Linked DNA regions of Sus scrofa: region 1 is linked to region 2. The links are chromatin contacts, called in public HiChIP or PLAC-seq maps. All regions are on one chromosome and are shown on one strand. The core of a region is the stretch at or near the end of the contact, and the rest is flanking DNA. Distances in the headings are between cores, read along the strand shown. Region 1 holds the start of CDK5RAP3 (CDK5 regulatory subunit-associated protein 3). Region 2 holds the start of MRPL10 (39S ribosomal protein L10, mitochondrial).

The links. HiChIP or PLAC-seq counts read pairs in DNA pulled down with a chosen protein or histone mark.
Region 1: an H3K27ac HiChIP or PLAC-seq map of alveolar macrophages shows a contact between it and region 2. The contact joins the promoter of CDK5RAP3 here to the promoter of MRPL10 in region 2. A contact is called at or near these places in 2 of 5 promoter capture datasets (liver and skeletal muscle), 19 of 47 Hi-C or Micro-C datasets (alveolar macrophages, embryonic fibroblasts, fetal heart ventricle and 11 more) and 2 of 2 datasets of contacts at active chromatin or transcription factors (alveolar macrophages and skeletal muscle).

The regions. Positions count from the first base shown.
Region 1 is chr12:24,222,097-24,226,108 of Sscrofa11.1, reverse strand. CDK5RAP3 (CDK5 regulatory subunit-associated protein 3) reads right to left here and starts at 1,847. Exons shown (of 14, transcript XM_021067091.1): 1 at 1,722-1,847; 2 at 1,453-1,498. The coding sequence starts at 1,727.
Region 2 is chr12:24,080,973-24,085,041 of Sscrofa11.1, reverse strand. It overlaps MRPL10 (39S ribosomal protein L10, mitochondrial), which reads left to right and starts at 1,956. Exons shown (of 5, transcript XM_003131531.4): 1 at 1,956-2,060. The coding sequence starts at 2,009. LRRC46 (leucine-rich repeat-containing protein 46) reads right to left here and starts at 1,860. Exons shown (of 9, transcript XM_005653947.3): 1 at 1,754-1,860; 2 at 1,511-1,609; 3 at 1,317-1,422. The coding sequence starts at 1,520.

The sequences.
Region 1 (4,012 bases), core at 598-3,097, 140 kb before region 2:
GTGAGCTGTGGTGTAGGCCGGCAGCCACAGCTCCAATTAGACCCCTAGCCTGGGAACCCTCATATGCCACAGGTGTGGCCAAAGAAACCAAAAACCAAACCAAAACAAAAAAATGTGCCACTTTGGGCCACTCTAAACTCTCCATAATATTTTTGCTTCCATGAGTGATTGTATCTTTCCTATCAACAGAGGTTGCTATTTAACTTCCACTTCCTCAGGGCTGGGATTAACCATGACAAAAAAAAAAATACAATATGGTTATGCCAAACCAGATGAATGAAGAACTGCAAAGCCCCTAACACCTATAGTGTCCTAAGGACTAAATAACAGCAGTCTAATCATACCAGTGAAGTACCATCCTGCACATATGAATACTAAGGTAACTGACCTCCTAGATTCTGGGCCCAGATTCGTGTTTTTAGTAGCGGGTATAGGTGGATGACAGCCAAGCACATTTCTTCAGTAGGCAGGAGCTAAGAGCTAGACTCTGGGGTCAGATGGACTTGGCTGCTATTTAGCAACTTTCTTGGGCAAAGTCCCTCAATCGCTCTGTGCCTCAGTTTCCCTACATGTAAAATGAAGATGCTAGAGACACTGAGTACAAAGGGGAATGAAGGTAAAACACCTAGCACATGGCAAGGGCTCAATGAATGGTGGTGATCTTCATGTTCATAACATCAAGCACACAAAACAGCACCTGGTAGAGCGCAAACCCTCGATACACAGTTGTTGTCTCATCAGTCCCTTTCACAAACAATAACAAGCACATACATCAAGAGCATACATGTGCCGGAGTTTCCGTTGTGGCGCAGCCAAAACAAATCCGACTAGGAACCATGAGGTTGTGGGTTCGATCCCTGACCTCACTCAGTGAGTTAAGGATCCGGTGTTGGCATGAGCTGTGGTGTAGGCTGCAGACGTGGCTCGGATCTGGCGTTGCTGTGGCTGTGGTGTAGGCTGGCAGCTGTAGCTCGGATTGGACCCCTAGCCTGGGAACCTCCACATGCCATTCAAACGGCCCTCAAAAAAAAAAAAAAAAAAAAAAAGGAAAATAGTAAAAATAAAAAAGGAGAGAAAGCTTTTTTTTCTGGCATAATACAAAAAGCATAGATGCTGGTGCCTGACAGACTTAGGTTCTAATTTCAGATCTGACATCTCAGTAGGTGACCATCTTCAAGGTAAGCCCTTCGCCTCTCTGCGCCTGAATGATCTGATTGGCAACACATGTTACAAACGTTAAGGTAGAAGACGCAGATTGAGTACAGACTTTATGAACGGTTCCTTCCTGCTCCTCTTAGCGAGGCAGGTCTGGGCACAGACGCGGGCACAGAGCAGGGCGAGCGGTCAGCGTCTGAACAGGGACCTTGGGATGTCTGGGCTCCAGCTGTTGGTGATGGGGCAAAGGGCCAGGCCTCCCCCTGACAGCCGGTTGAGCGGGGTGACCCCTCCTACCGAGCAGCTTGCTGGTCTGGATGTCGATGGGCACGTGCTGATGGTCCTAGCGGGAAAGATCGCGGGGGAACCGGGCGTGAGCGCTGGAAGGGAACCTGCCGCTTGCTCCATTTCGCCCGCGCAACCGCCACCCTGCGGAGCCACCACGCAGGAGTCGGGGAGGGCTGAGCCCATGAGAGAGCCGGGGAAGCAGATCAGGGAAGGATGGGCTGAACTGAGTCCAGGGGTCCCAAACCAGCCCCCCATTTTTCCAACTCCTGTCTTCAAACCTGCATCTTTCCTCCACTTCCGCTTCCGGCCAGCGACCGGGGCCCGCCCCGCCTACCACCAATCCAGATCTAGCGTGGCCGAGCTTCAGTTTAGGCACAGACAGGGCTGCTCCGGCCACGTCACCGCCTTCCTCTGAGCCAATCGGGGCGCGCACACCACCGGCCTCAAGCCCCACCCACCCCGGGGCTCCGAGTGGCTGAGCCCGGGAGGGGCGGGAGAAGAGGAGACGGCCAATAGGAGACGCGAGGCGGGCTCACGGCCAGGGAAGGGTGGGGGAGTCAGGAAAGGGCTGCAGCGGCGTCGCGATCCCAGTAGGCGGCGCTCTAGAGCGGCTCCAGGCGCTTCCGGCCAACAAGACAAGGAAGCCTCCCGGCAAGGAAGCCTCCCCGCAACATTAACGCGTCTGCGGGCAGGGTCCTAGCGCCGCCCAGGGTGACCCGGAGGCTGTTGCAAATCCCTTGCCGTCTTGCCTTGCTTTACTGTCCATCGATGGTTTGTAGGTCTCTTGTGCCACGTGTCGCACATTGCTTTCTCCTTCAGTTCATCAAATAGACAACTGTTGGGCAGCTGCTGCTTGTGTGGTTAGGGCTGATAACGGGAGGGAGGGAGGAAGTTCAAGGGAGGCTTGTTATCCCAAAGATAACACCTAAATTGAGTGTTAAAAGAAGAGCTGCAGAAAGGGTGATGTGGGAGGGGTGTTCTGGGTGGAGGAGACTATGCAGGCCACAAACCATAAGAGGGGTGCAGGGGACAACAAACAGGCAAGACGGGCAAAATGATTGTCAGCGACCAGAGCAAAATGAAAATGCAGAGCCCCTTGTTTAAAAATATAGACAATTTTCCAGCGTTGTTGTGAGCTGTGGTGTAGGTCGCAGACGTGGACTCAGATCTGGCGTTGCTGTGGCTCTGGCGCAGGCCAGCAGCAACAGCTCCGATTCGACCCCTAGCCTGGGAACCTCCATATACCGCTGGAGCGGCCCCAGAAAAGGCAAAAAGCCAAAAAAAAAAAAAAGAAAAGAAAAGAAAAAGAAAGATATATATATATATAGACAATTTCAAGAGGGCACAGCTTAGGTCTCACACTCGGGAAGGCAGCCCCCCAGGCAGCCCATCCCCTGTGCAGTGAAATGTTTGAGGCATGGGGTGGCTGGAGAAAAAAGCCTGTGAGGGGCATATCAAAAGATCTCAGGAAGCAACTTGTACTTCCCCCCTGCAGAAAGAGAAGAACCACTGGAGGGTTTTAAGGGTTTGAGGCTTGAGGCAGGGAGGAACGTATACAGGTTGGCTGCACAGAAGATGGATTTGTGGGAGATAAGACTGGGAAACTGTCAGGAGGTTATTAGACAGGAGTTCAGGGTTCACCTGGGACAGAGGCACTAGGAGGAAGAGAAGGCTGGATTTGAGATGTTTTGGAGGAAAATGGCAGTTGATTGGCTGTGTGGGTTTGGGGACTGGAACAGCAAGGATGACACAGAGGCAGAGTTCCTGTCGTGACACAGCAGAAACGAATCCGACTAGGAACCATGAAGTTGTGGGTTCAATCCCTGGCCTCGCTCAGTGGATTAAGGATCTGGCATTACTGTGAGCTGTGGTGTAGGTTGCAGACACTGTTCGGATCCTGTGTTGCTCCGTCTGTGGCATGGGCTGGCAGCTGCAGCTCTGATTTGACCCCTGGCCTGGGAACCTCCATATGCCGCAGGTGTAGCCCTAAAAAGAAAAAAAAAAAAAAAGAAGATGACACAGAGGTGGTTGGATGGGAGTGCCCCCACCTAGGACAGGGATGCAGGATGCTGAGCAGGAGTTGAGGAGGGTACCTCAGCTTTTAAATTGTGGGGCTAGTGGCCCTGGGAGACCCCCAGGTGAGAAAGTGGGCAAGAGGCGCTTGGGTTGGCAGCTTTGGAGTTCAGGGACTGGGGCCACAGCTTTGGAGAGCCACAGGCTGACAGATTTGTGGTCCAGGTGGTGGCTGAAGCTGGGAGAGGGTGTGAGACTGGGCAAGAGGCGTGTAGGCTGAGGAGAGAGGGTGGGCTGAGGATCTCACAGGGCTGGGTGTGCAATTTGCACCCCCCACCCCTTTCCAGGTTGTTAACTCCTCCAGGAGGCTCTGCCTGGGTTTTTCTAAATGACTCCCCTCCCCCTCTTTGCCCCGAGCATCACTTGGGGCTCAGTAAGTTGGGTTTTTTTTTTTTTTTTTTTGGTTTTGGGGTTTTTTTAGGGCCACACGTGTGGCATATGGAGGTTCCCAGGCTAGGTGGTCAAATCAGAGCTATAGCTGCTGGGCTACACCACA
Region 2 (4,069 bases), core at 707-3,206:
ATGGGCCTAAGCCAGAGTCACAGCAATGCGGGATCCGAGCCTACACCACAGCTCACGGCAACGCTGGATCCTTAACCCACTGAGCAAGGCCAGGGATCGAACCCGAAACCTCATGGTTCCTAGTCGGATTCGTTAACCACTGAGCCACCAAGAGGATGCTTTTTGAAGGAGGTGACATATGAGGAGGAGTTAGCCAGGAAGGTGAGGAGGGAAGAGGAGAAGGCATTTCAAGCAGAAGGAACAGTATGTGCAACTCCAGCCCTTCTTGAACTTCAGTGTGCCTGCGAATCCCTTAGGGCACGGGGCGGAAGGGGGGTGTCTGTTAAAATGCAGATTCTGATTCAGTGGTTGGTCTGGGGAGTCTTCATTTCTAACATGCTCCTAGGTAGCGCTATTGCCCATCTCTACCCCCACCACTCTGAGTACGAAGGTGCTAAGGTATGAGAACATGGGGTCTTCGAGGAATCACACTCTTGTGGAGAGTGGCAAAATATAACGTTGAAAAGCAGTGGAGTCAATTCATGCTAAGACGTTTGGATTTGAGGAGTTCCTGCTGTGGTGCAGCAGCTTAAGGATCCAGTGTGCTCTGCAGCAGCTCAGGTAGCTGCTGAGGTGAAGTTTTGATCCTCTGTCTGGCACAATGGGCTAAGGATCTGTCGTTGCTGCAGTTGTGGCTGGGATTTGATCCATGGCACTGGGAACTTCCATATGCTGAGGGTGTGGTGGAAAGAAAAAAATAGATGTTTGGATTTTATTCTGGAGATACTAGGGAGCCAAGGAAGGTTCTATCACGGAGTGCCTCATCAGATATGTCATTTAAAAGGATCACTTTGGCAACAGTATGGGGTGCTTAGACTAGGGGTAGAGAGACTAATTAGGAGTGATGACTTATTTAAAACCCGTATCTAAAGCAATTGAGTGGGCATGGTAAACAAGAAAGAGAATGATTTTTTAAAATTTATTTTATTTTTTTCTAAAATTAAAGTATAACTGATTTACAATGTTGTGCCAATTTCTGCTGCACGGCGAAGGGACCCAGTCATGTGTACATATACATTCCTTTCCTTATATTATTTTCCATCATGTTCTGTCCCAAGGGACTGGATACGGTTCCCTGTGCTGTACAGCAGGGCCTTATTGCTTATCCAGAAAGAGAACGATTTTTAAGGAGGGAGAATCAACTGGACATTGCCACTGACCGAACGCGTGTAGTAAGTAAAGACAGGGACTAAGCTGATAAATGAGTGGAGCTCATGGGACGAGTCATCTTGTGTGTTTCAAACTTCCAGCACCCCTTTCCTTCCCCATGCACTCACATCTTTTCTGACAGATCCTCATCCTCAGGGAAGGTCAAGTTCCGCTTAGTGATAAGGGCTTCAGTAATGCACACACCACTTTCCTCTGGACTCTGGGCAAGCTTAGCTGTGAAAAGATGCATCCAACTGTAACATTTCCTTATTCTTGGAGGCCTGATTCTACCGTTACACACCCCACCGACCTCCCTACTCACCTCCAGGCATGATCTAAAAGCTGTTGGCCTGGGGCGGAACTGGAACCAAAAGGAGCAGAGCAGCTGGGACGGCTCCTGGGAATGGCGGAACCCAGGAAGCTATGAGGAGAGAGAAGCTCAGAGAATTGGAGGACCAAGGAAAAGGGTTAATTCAGGGCAAACTGTTGGGGTGGGGTAGAAAAGGGAAGTAAATCGAAGTGGAGGGTCAGGAGTGTGAGGGGTGTAAAAAGGGCCTCTGCTGACCGCCAACAGGGGACTTGTAGGTAGATGGTAGAGTGTACAAATGGAGAAAACAGTTCCAGGAGTGTAGCGTCGTTGCTAGGAGACTGGACGCCAGGTGGGCCCTCGGAGAGGGCGGGCTCTCAGATGCCAGGCTCGGCGCATGCGGATTGCTACCCCGACCGGCGGCTCCGCCCTCCGCTTCCGGCCTAGAACTACCCACAATCCTTAGCTCCTTCCGTCTCGTTCGGCTCCCCGCCGTTCGTTCTTCCGGCGGCAATGGCTGCGGTTGTGGCTGGGATGCTACGAGGGGGTCTCCTGCCCCAGGCGGGTAAGGAGCGGCCCAGGTCCTCGCTGCACGTTCTGGCCGATGCTCTCTACTCGTCTCCCTCCTCTATTACTGATCCCCTCCCGAAATTTCTGACCCCAGGCAGCTCTCGATGGCCCCTTGACCTCCGCTAGATCGCCGGTTCCCTTCCCTCACCTAATTTTCTGTGACCCCAGACTGTAGTCATAATGGCAACACAGCCAAAACTTCCGCAACAACCAAAGTATTTATTCTTTACTCCCCAGTCCCCCTGTCTTGTTTGGAGTTTTTCTAACCCACCACCCAGCTCTTTGTGTTTCCAGAGATTCCTCTGCTTGGACCACTCCCCGCCCCGACCTTGGTGCTGTGCCCCCTCCTTAAAGTCTCAGCCTAAATGTCATCTCAGGCCTTCCGTCGCCATCCTCCTCAAGGCAGCTTTCCCCTGTTAAATCTGTATCTCGCACCCTGTTTATTGACCTCTTTGCCCCATCACACTCTGTAATTTTGCGTTTATTTGTTGTTTCCTCTTTTAGACTTTGAACTCTATAAGGGCAGAACCATGTTCATTGAGCATAGCCAGCAGGTGGCATGGTGCCTGACGTTAGCAGGCATGCTGTGGATATTTGTTTAATGAATGATTTTGAGCGTGTAATATAGGCCAGGCACTACGATAAATATTTTGCATGTATTATTTCATTTAAACCTTAAAGCATCCTATGAAGAAGACATTCCCCCCCCCACTTTACAGCTGAAGAAACTCAAATTTAGACCAATTGAGTGACTGGTCAAGGTCACAGCTAGTAAGTGGCGGAAGAGAGATTAAATTTGGGTTCCATCTCAACAAAACTGGAAAAAAAATTTGAAAAATCTGATTCCATCTGCTCTAAAGCTTGTGCTATTGGTGGTTAGGTTTTGTGGCCGCTGTTAAGAAAACCTCTACTTCAGCAAATGTCCATGCTCTGTGACTGTCAGAGCCACCTTCTGGCTGAATCTTCCTCTGAGATCCCACCCATCCCAACCTTGGGAAGGTGGGAAGTGGGAAGCCCTAGCCTGGGTCCTTTTGTTGAGGATGAAGGGGTTCCTTTGGCTTAGGGCTTTCAGGTGGCTCCCCTGTCTTCTGAGGGGTGCTGCTGTCCAGCAGTGCTTATAAACAGGAAGCATAGAGAGGAGAGAGACTTGTTTGGGGGAGCTGTGAGGACAGTATAAGTTTTCTGTCTTGCTTCAAATCATGGGTTCTCCAAGCAGTGCTTCGAGCAGTGGGTCTCAAACTTTAGCCAACATCGGCATCACCTGGAGGACTTGTTAAATTGTTTTCCTGGCTCCACTCCAGAGCTACTGATTCAGCAGATCTAGCACAGGGCCTGAGAACTTGTATTTTCTAACAAGTTCTTGGATGATCCTGGTGTTGGTTTAGGGAGGTGGTGGTGCACATTTTGAGAACCATTAGCTTCAGGGGTTGGCAAATTACGGCAGGGCTGGACACCATCTTTTATGCATGTAGTCATATTGGAACACAGCTACATCTGTTTATTTACATATTGTGTATGGCTGGCTACTTCCATGATACAGAGTTGAGTAGTAGTGACAGGCCATGTGACTCTCAAACTTAATTTTTTTTTTTTTTTTTTTTTTTTAAGGGCTACACCTGCAGCATATGGAAGTTCCCAGGCTGGGGGTTGAATTGGAGCTGTCGCTGCCAGCCTATGCCACAGCCACAGCAGTGCGGGATCCAAGCCATGTCTTTGACTTACACCGCAGCTCAGAGCAGCGCTGGATCCTTAACCCACTGAGCGAGGCCAAAGATCAAACCCACATCCTCATGGATACTAGTCAGATTTGTTACCGCTAAGCCACAATGGGAACTCCTCAAACTTAAAAATTTTATTGTTGGGTCACTTAAGAAAAAGTTTGCTCAACTCTCTCCTTTTTAAATCATGTTCAGGATACTTTCTCCTCTATTCTCATTTTTTTTCCCCATCTCTGCATAAAGAAGTGGTGGAGAAATGGCAGCTTCTGAGGTTCAGGCACCTGAG